Linked DNA regions of Mus musculus: region 2 is linked to region 1. Evidence: chromatin contacts called from public Hi-C data. All regions are on one chromosome and are shown on one strand. The core of a region is the stretch at or near the end of the contact, and the rest is flanking DNA. Distances in the headings are between cores, read along the strand shown.

Evidence for each region. Hi-C and Micro-C count contacts between places; a contact is called where the count stands out from the background.
Region 2: a contact with region 1 is called in a Hi-C map of bone marrow-derived dendritic cells, with 4 times the contacts expected there. The contact joins the enhancer-like site here to the promoter of Fcrls in region 1. A contact is called at or near these places in 5 of 39 promoter capture datasets (Sertoli cells, cranial neural crest, hippocampal neurons and 2 more), 6 of 484 Hi-C or Micro-C datasets (B cells, bone marrow-derived dendritic cells, bone marrow-derived macrophages and 3 more), 4 of 115 datasets of contacts at active chromatin or transcription factors (bone marrow-derived macrophages, microglia and neural progenitor cells) and 2 of 9 other capture datasets (adipose tissue and macrophages).

The regions. Positions count from the first base shown.
Region 1 is chr3:87,260,703-87,266,010 of GRCm38.p6, forward strand. It overlaps Fcrls (Fc receptor-like S, scavenger receptor), which reads right to left and starts at 2,822. Exons shown (of 8, transcript NM_030707.3): 1 at 2,743-2,822; 2 at 1,477-1,497. The coding sequence starts at 2,773.
Region 2 is chr3:87,486,484-87,491,774 of GRCm38.p6, forward strand. It overlaps Gm40085 (predicted gene, 40085), which reads right to left. Exons shown (of 2, transcript NR_168327.1): 2 at 538-846. It also overlaps a transcript of Fcrl5 not described here. Among named protein-coding and RNA genes, the nearest start is that of Gm40085, 24 kb to the right of the region's middle. Within about 2 kb of position 1,653, at least 54 of the 459 cell types and tissues checked have an H3K27ac peak or open chromatin away from gene starts, as enhancers often do. A contact at or near this core is called in B cells, bone marrow-derived dendritic cells, bone marrow-derived macrophages and 1 more, where this site is marked.

The DNA.
Region 1 (5,308 bases), core at 1,572-4,071:
CTGTTGCTCTGATAAAAAGGCCAGACCCTGTTCTGAACACAGCCCTTCATCAGAGAGCACCACTCCCGTTCAGAGTGAAATAAGACGCTGCCCAGTGTAAGTGAAGATACAGTACAAAAGCCATGGTTAGTGCCTGCCCAGCTTGTCCTTCTGACTCCCAAGGGCCTGTCTCAGGAAGAAAAAGCTAAGGCGCTAAGGCACCTATAAGGTGTAGATGAGGAACAGTGAGAACTTCCTAAAGCATATGGCACTCCAAAGCCCATCTCATGAAGATGATCATCTCCGATGAATTTCCATTCTTCCTTCCTTCCTTTTTTTTTTTAAGATGCTGGGGACCGAACTTGGGACCCCACACATTCTGCTCAGGCCAGCTCAATTCACCTTCTCATCCTCCACGCTGTTGGGTTTATGTATGTATTTCTCATTGTTCACATATATCCATGTACACCTTTTTGTCTATACCGTGTTTGAGCTGCTCATTCAGATGGTTTCAGTAGGACAAAGTGTCCAGTCAAGCTCAAAGGTACCTTCTGATTGGCTTTGAAAGATAATGGGAATAGAGATAGATGGCAGGGCACAAAGGTTGATAAAAGAAGTGGTGAAGGCCAAACTGAGAATGATGGAAGGGCTAGGAGACAGAGAAACATGGTAGCAGTTTTCCCTGAGACTGAAGTAAGGATGTTAACTGCAAGACACTTGGGTTAGCGGTCTTCATTTCTGAGATTTTACTTGGAGCTGTATTTCCTCAACATGGCCACAGTTATGCATCTATAAACTTTTTACCACAATTTCTGAAGGCTCACTGGATCCCATGAGGTTGCTCTAGAGACCTCCCCAACCAAGTAATTTAAAAACATTCTTGTTTAAAATTACAAAGCTGGGCACACAAGTATCATCTTTTCTCCATGTTGTAGAATGAATGTGTTCTCAAAGGCTTAAGCAAGGAAGAAAGTATAATTTCCCAGGCTGCCATGAAACTAAGTGACTTCTTAATTTCATTATATTAAAATTCCAATAAGAAAAGGAAAGCACATGAGGCATTGGATTGTTTATGTCCCAATGGGGACCTAAGGGTGTCCTTGCCTTCTGCAGAGCGTCTCCTCTGCCACAAATGTACTCTCAATTGCCGCTTGCGATGGGCATGAGAATCTTTGTCCCCATTGACTACACAGATGCCTTTCCCTGTCCTGTCTGCCAGGTCAGCAGCGAAGGGGAAATAATTCATTGCCTTGAGAGTCAGGACATGGTCTTCTTCCTATCCAGCAATAGCTGGCAAAACAGAGGTTGTGGCATACCCTGGCCCTGCTGACCAAGGGTGAGGAGTGAGGTGCCCTAATCCTGCCGCTCTCTTCACCCTAACTCTGACTTGGATTCCTTCTGCTACCTTCTGCTAAGATGGTTTGCTAGGCAGAACCTCCCATGCCCAAGAGAGTGAGGTTCTGGAGATGTAAAGGAACAAAGAGAAGACTTGCTCACCGGACTGGACTCCGACAGGAGCTGCAAGGGAACAAAGGCAGAGAGATTACACAGGACCAAGGGCTTCACACTTTTTCACAGGTTCTGGCCCTCCGAGGACTCCCAAGCACTTCCCTCTCTTTTTCCTTTTGCTTCTTCCCCCTCCCCTTCCCTTTCATCTTCCCTCCTTCAGTTCCTCTATCTTTTTCCTCCATCTTTTGTTCATCCTTCCTTCTCTCACTCACAAACAACATTCCTACAGAACCCAGGATTCATTTTTATAATTCCAATCATGTTATAGCTGGTTCTTTTCCATTTCCAGGAGTTTGTCTTTTGCAAGCAGAATTTCAAGAGTTTCAAGTCGCCTACCTTTTCAATTTAAATGGGTTTTTTTGAAATTAAAATAAAATTAAATCATTTTCTCCTTTCCCTCCTCCCCAACTCTTTCTCAAATTTATGGCTTCTAATTCTCTCTCTTTCTCTCTCTCTCTCTCCATATATGTATATGTACATACACACATATACATCTCTATATAATACAACCTGCTCAATCCATGTAATGTTACTTGTATATATATGATTTCAGGGCTGACCACTTGGTATTGGATAACCAGTTTGCGGGCTCCACCTTGAAACTGTCCAGATTATTTTGCTTAAGAGAAATTACCTACACAGGGCAACCTAGGTGCCAGGAATGGGCCTGCTTATATTTCATTGAGGTTAGTTCTCTTCCTTTCTGCCTTCTAGACCTCCTGCTGTGTATGGGGCAGTGTAGATATGCTCCTATGATATCAACTATTATCAGCCAGGTTTGAAGTCTATGTAGTGTCTAAATGTATGGAGATATGAGCTCAGCCAAAAATGGTGGAGCCTGAAGTAGAGTCCGGGCCTTGGGTGTAAGATTTATTGGGCTGTGTATGTGTTCACTCTAACAGAAACCACCTTTGAAGCTCTTTTAATGAAAATTTACTGTTTTTACAGAGATCAAACAGAAATAATAGAGACAAATCACCAGCCTTTAGTAAGAACACACACACACACACACACACACACACACACACACACACACACACACACACACACAGAGCCTTTTCCTTTTCTTGGGAACCCTGCTTTTCTCAGTTCCCATTTGCATTATACTTGCTAATATTGGATCAGAAGGAGAAACCTAGTGCTACCCCTAGCCCCCAGTGGGGAGATATATGCTCAGGAAGAGTGTCTAGGGCTGACCAAGCAGAGGGAGTCCCACCCTGGCACCACCCCAGGCCTTTTGAGCATCTTACCTACCGAAGACCAGAAGCAGCAAGCACAGAGGCATGAGACTCGAGGCAAGTAGCTCCCTTTGAGACAGGTGCAGCTCAAGTCCTTAGGGCAGATGGACCACAGATCTGGGATAGAACACTGTGGTTCAGCAGGGATCTGAAATAGGAAAAAAAGGAAGTGGCAAAGTTGTCTGTCAATCAGTCCATACCCCAACCCAATGGGTGCTGCAAAAGCAAACGTCCTTCCTCTTTACAGACTTGCTTAGATATTTGCTCGCTGGTGCGACATGCTTCTTCCTGCGTAGGACGCCTTCCTTTTATAGATAAGCTTTCTACTGCACTTGCCTTTCCAGAGAATACTGAGTTTGGGGCCCACTGAAATTCAAATCAGGTGCTTGGTAGTTTTCAAAATGTAAATCTCTTCTTAGTAGTCAAGAGACAGTCCCTACTAAGCAGCACCGTTGCCAGAGCTGGACTGACTCCTCTCCAGCGGTCAGTCCAGACTAGGTGGTAGAAAAATGACAACTTGTAAGAAATGGTGACAGGTTTAACAAGTTATTGTTCGGTAGTATGCATGCTCTTGGTACCCAGAAGGTGCATTTCCTGCTCAAAACTTCCTGTTCGGGAGATGATTGGTCAGATACAAGTAGGAATGAAAAGCAGGATGGACACAGTATGTCTACTGGAGGGTTTCTCTCTGAACTGTAATAGAGTGGTCTGAAGGGCCTCAACTCACATAGGAAAGATTCTTCTTCCACTCCAAATAATGTGGAAGGACATAGGTGCTGGGAGGTGGGTGTTGCACAACTAGCTGTGCTGGTTGGTTTGTGTCAACTGAAACAAACAACAGTTGTCTGGGAAGGGGGACTCTAGACTGAGAAAATGCTTCTATGAGAGATGCCCATAGGCAAAGAAGTAGTGCATTATCTTGATTAATGATTGGTGTGGGTGGGCTGAGATCACAGGGAGTTGTACCATACTCCTGGGCAGGGAGTACTGGACTGTATAACAGGTTGAGTAAGCCATGGGGAACAAATAATATTCCACGATGGCTTCTGCTTAAGTTCCTGAGTCTAGGTTCCTGCCCTGACTTTTCTTCATGATGAACTTACCTGAAACTATAAGCTGAAATAAACTCTTTCCTTCCCAGATTGCTTTTGGTCATTGGGTTTTTTGATAGCAATATAAACTCTAATGAAGACACGAATACACCATACACACAACTGATGGGTGGTTGCAGGGACTTTGAGATCAGCCTACACTGGAGTTCCCCAATGGCACCCTACAACTCTCTCCACAATTTGAGTAAAACTCATGTGTGTTGCTTCACTGTCTTGGTGTGGAGAAGACTGCTGGGAGAACGGTAGCATCATTTGAAGTAGAAACTTGAGGGCTTTCTGGAAAGCCAGTTGTGTTAGACAGTGATTGTTGAGACAGACACATAAAGCAGTGGTTTTCTAAAGTGGATGCAGGTGGAAAGATGTTTCATGAAGGCAGACTCATAAAAAAACCTCATAAGCAGACACAGGGGAAAAGATGTTCTGTTAAAGTAAACACATACGAAGACATATGATAAAGGACTTCTTGCTAACAACACACGTATATTGGCTCACCTTATATTGTGTAGTTGAGCTCCATTTGTTAGGACTCCATAGGAAAAAAAATGCACCAAAAATACCTTTTGATGATATGTTGCAGCTCCGTGCCACTATTTTTGGAATCAGGCAGATAGACAAAATGATGTCAACTGATCCAGACTCATGCAAAGTTTTGTAAAGACAGACTCACGTATTGAGACAAGACATGCAGTGAGATAAGACCCATGGAGGATGCGTGATGTTTAGAGGAACTAAAATAGACCACGAGAGCGGCTTGCTTTAGAACTAACTGTACAACACCTTTTGGTCTCATGTCTTCACTGGTCTTCACTTCGCTGAGAGAGACAGCAAAAAACTTCTCCTAGCGCCCCAGTTGGTCCTGACCCTGCTGAATTGTGCTGTGCCTATCTGGCTGAGACCTGGATATCTGTTCAGTCTTACCATTGCCGCTGATTCATGTTTGCTATCTCAACTATAAAACTGGACTGCTGGTATATTTGTAAAACATTTGCGAGTAGATTAACCTGCTTCTGCTGACCTATAAACTAAACTACTGATTTGCTAACAACACAGATGACATTTTCTGGAAAAAACAATTCCCAATCAGGTCTGCTTTTCCCATATCCTTTCCTTTCCACTGCCTGTGGTACCGGGTGGTAGACTGAAAGAGAGGTTAAAACGTTTAAAAACCATCCTTAAAGTTAGACTTAAAAAAAAATAAAAGTTACAATCATTAAAGTAATGGTGATTTTCTCTATGTTGAATGATATTTAGAGCTTCAGGGAGCAGATTCAATGAATGTAAAAATGGCCCCTCTCGGGACACCAGAAACTATAATTGGAAAAGAAGTTCCTCTGGCAATTCTAGGGGTACAGATTTCTTCCTGTGTTCATCTTCCAATGGTGCATCTTTTATGCTGGAATCCTATACCCTACCAAACCTGATCCATGGACACTGTTATCAAAAGATTTTAAAAAATGGAATGGCTCTAGC
Region 2 (5,291 bases), core at 403-2,902, 220 kb after region 1:
GTGGAAAGGGTATAAATGGGAGGTCAGGGATACACACTAGGCTAGACCCTTGAGGAAGACATGGGAAATCTGGATATTTGGGGAAGCCTCATCTTCACAAAGATGGGATATCTTTTGAGGTTGTAGAGTTGGCCCAACAAAGAACTGGGGACAGGGGCTTTGGGTAGGTCAGATTTCAGCAGAAACCTAGAGCTTGGCTGTGGTATAGATTGTTTAGTCAGAGTAGGCCAAGGCACAGAATGTGAGACCCAGGCTAGAGCCTGGAGGAGGACATGGAAAGTCTGGGTGCCTAATGGGGTAGTGTGGAAAAGACTTATAGTGGATCTATTCAGTTTCAGGTAGCACAAATTTTGATAGAAGCCTAGATGTTAGCTACAGTGCAAGCAAGAGTCTCTAGTCTTCCATTTTCTTTTTTTTTTTCCAAGCCCAATGCCCTGAAGACAACATTGTATGTAACTATAGTTCAAGACCAGAGGCTGGCTCCTGTTCAATGTACCAGGTTAAGCCACTTACCAAAGAAAGCAAAGAAAAGTAAGATGAGAGGCAAGAAAATATTTTATCAAAACAGTTGTTTAGAGAGGCACAAAACACTGGAGCCCACCTTCATGGTCCTGGCATGAGTTTTAACATTAAATAGAGGAAGAATTGAGGCAGTGATGAGAAGCACATATAAGTAAGCCATCTTGGTCCAAGAGTGTTCCAGTTACTCATTCTCTACAGTCTGATTCAGCCATGTGGCCCAAAGAAGTCCTTCTTGCTAAGGGAGCAGTCTTGTTCCCCATGAGATGATTGCTCCTACTTAGGCTATCTCATGATGGAATGATTTGTTTGTAGGTTCTGATGTGTCTGGAATACAAGATGAACACAGATTTAGAATCTTGATGAGGGTGTGGCAGCATTCTTTGATTACACACATCTTTGTTTCTTTAGCCTTGAAGAGAACTGAGAGTATTATCATTTTTGAGACAGTTTTAAGCCTGCCTTCTGACTGGTGATTCTCCAGCCTCAGCCTCCCATGTCTAGAATTATAGCAATGCATCACACGGCTGCTCAGACAGATGTTCCTTCGGTAATTAGCATGCCCAAGTTAACTGTCCAGTTAAGCATAAAGTTTGAAGGAACGGGGTCGGGGGTGGGGAACAATAAAAACTGAAGTCCCAAAAGCTAGACTTTCACTCAGCTCTGAGTCACCTTACAGGCCCCAGAGAGGAGTTGGTGCTTTTCATTAAGAGCAATGTCTAAGAGCCTGTTATAGATTCCCTTTAATATATTTCACCTGCTAAAGAGCATCCAGAAATGGAATGGTCTCCATTCTGTCACAAAAGCTCCCTATTTTAAATGACGCTGAAGAGCTCACTGATCATTCCACAGCCCTATTTCACAAATGTGCTCTATCCAGTCCACTAAGCTGCATGAAACTCACTGGATGTTCATTGCTGGCTGGGGTTCTTTGTAATACGAGTCAAAGCCTTCCTACCATTCAGCTCATTAGCTCTTACTATTTTGTTTCTTTTCTTTTTGAAAACTTCATACAAGAATACATTCTTGTGTGTTGAGCATTCATTCCCCCACCCCCACCCTCTGACTCAGTGCTTCTTTCTCACCAGTCCCCTGATAGTTTCATTTCTCCTTTCACAACACACACACAGACACACACATACACACAATGTGGTTCAGTGACAGAATGCTAAACGAAACCAACCACATCATATTTGCATAGGATCTTTTAGTTCTAGAAACTGTTTGTTCTTTTATAAAGAGGGTTTTCATTGAGTTTCCTGAATCTGAAGGCTGAGAGTCTTTTCACTGGGAGCTGGAAACTCCTCACATACAAGAGTCACATTTGTTCCTTTGAGCCTGTGTCTTACTCCACAATACATACTCTCCTGAAGGTGGTCACCTCCTCTGGTTTTTAGGGTTTGCTAAGAACCATTATGAAATAATTCCCAGTGTGTTAACATTTCTTCTAGGCTCTGCCCCACAGTTACCAGGCAACAGCCAGGTATGTCTGACTCATTATAAAAGGGGCTACTTGCCCCCTCCTCACTCTCTTGCTCTCTTACTCTCTTGCTCTCTAACCCTCTTCCCTCTCTGTCCCTTCTCTCCCCATTCCCCTCCCCCATCTCTCCACATGTTTATGGCTGGCTTCTTCTCTTCTACTCCTCTATTCTCTCTCCCTCTCTCTCTCTCTCTCTCTCTCTCTCTCTCTCTCTCTCTCTCTCTCTCTCTCTCCCTCCCTCCCTCCAACCCTCCCTCCCTCCCTTCTCAACTCTCAACTCTCTCTCAACTCCCCTCCCCATGCCCTAAAATAAACTCTACTCTATACTATATCCATCGTGTGACTGGTCTCTCAGGGGGACGGGATGCCTCAGCATGGGCCCACAGAGGCACCCCCTTCCCAGCACCATACTGTGCCTCTACCAAACATATCCCTGACTTCTTTTTCTTTTCTTTTTTTTTTTTTTTTTTTTTTTTAATGAAACACAACACCCAGGGCCAGGCAGCGTGTCAGAGAGGAGGAAGAATCAATACCCAGGAATGATAAGGAGGTTTTCTGCACACTGTTACTCTCATCCAACTTTTTCATATTTTATAGGAGAACAGGTGATAAAATGTCATGCATAGATTTAAGACATACCCAGGCCCTGAAAAGGCTTCTGCTTAGTGGCAATGAACCTGGAAAGGAGCCCCTGAGCCAGAAGAGAAGTGTACACCAACAACTCTCCTTGCTCACTGGAGAAGCCCAGGCCAGTGCAGCCCTCTCCAGCTCAGACTCCAGAGTCTAGCTGACCCCTCTTTCACAGCACAGCTTCAAGACAGTGTTACCTCCTGTGTTTCAGGCATGGATACCACAGTGTGAAATCCTCACTTCTCTGCTCCAGGTCTGACATCTGTTTCCATCCCTTTCCCCTTCAGCCTCAGTCTTTCCCTCTTGAGAAGACATAGGGCCTCACCCCTTTTGTAGCCTAGAGTGCCTGAGCTTGGATCCTCAGCCTCCTCTTCACTGTAAGCTAGTTGCCTCTCTCCCTTCATCCTGATTTTGTAAATGTTAACAAATATTAAATGCTCTGAAGAAAGGCTAGAGAGATGGCTCAGTGGTTAAGGGCACTGACTGCTCTTCTAGAGGTCCCGAGTTCAATTCCCAGCAACCACATGGTGGCTCACAACCATCTGCTTTGTAATCTGATGCCCCCTTCTGGCCTGCAGGTATGCATGCAGATAGAGGGCTAATAGACATAAAAATAATATCGAGGGATATTAGATCTTGTCACAAGCCTTTTCTGCCTCTACCAAGTTGACCATGTGATTTATGTCCATGAGTCTATTTAATTTATAATATTTATTGATTTATTATATTCTGAACATCCCTGAATTTCTGGGATAAACTCAACTTCATCGTGGTAATTGCCTTTCTGATGTATTCTTAAACTTGAGTTGCAAGTATTTTACTAATCTATTATTGTCTAATATTGTCAGGGAAACTGGTCTGTCTGTAATTTTATTTTGGTGAATCTTTATCTTTTGATAGCAGAGTAATACCAACTTCATTATAAGAGTTTAATAATGTTTCTTCCTTTCCTAATTCCCTCTTTAGTTGGGAAATTTTTAATTTCTGTTTATTGTAGGTTATTTTTATTTGATTATAGGAATTTTTTCATTTCCTTCTTGATTTTTTTTTCATGGACCCATTTGTCATTCAATACTGCATTGCTTAATCCCCTGAGTTTGTGCATGCTTCAGGGTTTCTCTTGTTGTGGATTTGTAGCCTTATTCCCTAAATAGGATATTAAATATTAGAGCTCTTATATCCGGGCTATTCCCACCCAAGAGAAGGAGTCCAGGAAGAGTTAGTTCTTCATGAATTTGAAATTTTTATTGAGCCACATAGACCTGGCAGGGGACACATACTCTTATAACTACAAATCTCGAGGCAGTCTCAAGCTGAGTGAGCACAGGGTTTAAAAAGGTAAAAAATAAAATAAAAACACAAGTTTGTTATCTCCCATTGACGTAGCTATAATGGCTGTTAGCAAGCATGACAGGATGTGGACCTTTAATAAAAGCAGGGCACAGCTGTGTCTCCATAGTATTTCTGTTTGAGAGATGAGCAGAAAGCCTTATAGTTACAGAAGCAGAACAATGCAGGTTAGCAGAAGTTCCTGTCAGTACCATACATGCCTGAGAGTCAGGCAGACCTCAGCTTTAACAATTACATCTCTCTCACCTCAGAGCAACCACGGCTGTTTGATATTACCACTATGGTGCTGTACTACTACCCAATAATAACTATGGCCCCTTTGGCTGCAATAACTGTTGGGAGATAAACAACCAAGGATAGTATGGAGTGAGACCCTATCTTAGTTACTAAGATTAAGAGTTGGAGGAAGTATCAAAAGATGGCCTAGTCGGCCATCACTGGAAAGAGAGGCCCATTGGACACACAAACTTTATATGCCCCAGAACAGGGGAACGCCAGGGCCAAAAAGGGGGAGTGGGCGGGTAGGGGAGTGGGGGTGGGTGGGTATGGGGGACTTTTGGTATAGCATTGGAAATGTAAATGAGCTAAATACCTAATAAAAAATGGAAAGAAAAAAAAAAAGAGTTGGAGGAAGCTGGGCAGTGGTGGTGCACGCCTTTAATCTCAGCACTTAGGAGGCAGAGGCAGGTGGATTTCTGAGTTCAAGGCCAGCCTGGTCTACAGAGTGAGTTCCAGGACAGCCAGGGCTACACAGAGAAACCCTGTCTCGAAAAAAAACAAAAACAAAAACAAAAACAAAAAACAAAAAAAGGAAGAAACTCATCCCTTCATTAAAAAAAAGAGTTGTAGAAAAATAAAAATTAAATATTAGACTGACATTGAAATGAGAAAAAAAGTGGTGGCTAATGTATCTAGGAGGAGGAAGTCGAGATATTGTTAGTTAGGGTCCACAGATTGTAGAGACTGTTAGCACTATGGAAGGTTATAATTAAGAAATAAATAGCTAAGGGGATAATAATGAGCAAAAGAGAAGATGTGGGAATAAAAGGAGTAATAGCTGGGGCTGGAGAGATGGCTCAGTGGTTAAGAGGACTGACTGTTCTTCTAGAGGTCCTGAGTTCAATCCCCAGCAACCACATGGTGGCTCACAACCATCTGTAATGAGATCTGATGCCCTCTTCTGGTGTGTCCAAGTATAGCGACAGTGTACTCATATACGTAAAATAAATAAATCTTTTTAAAGGGGGGGCAGGGGTAATAGTTAAACTGAAGGATAAATAATGCCTTAGAGTAAATCATTCAGAAAACCACA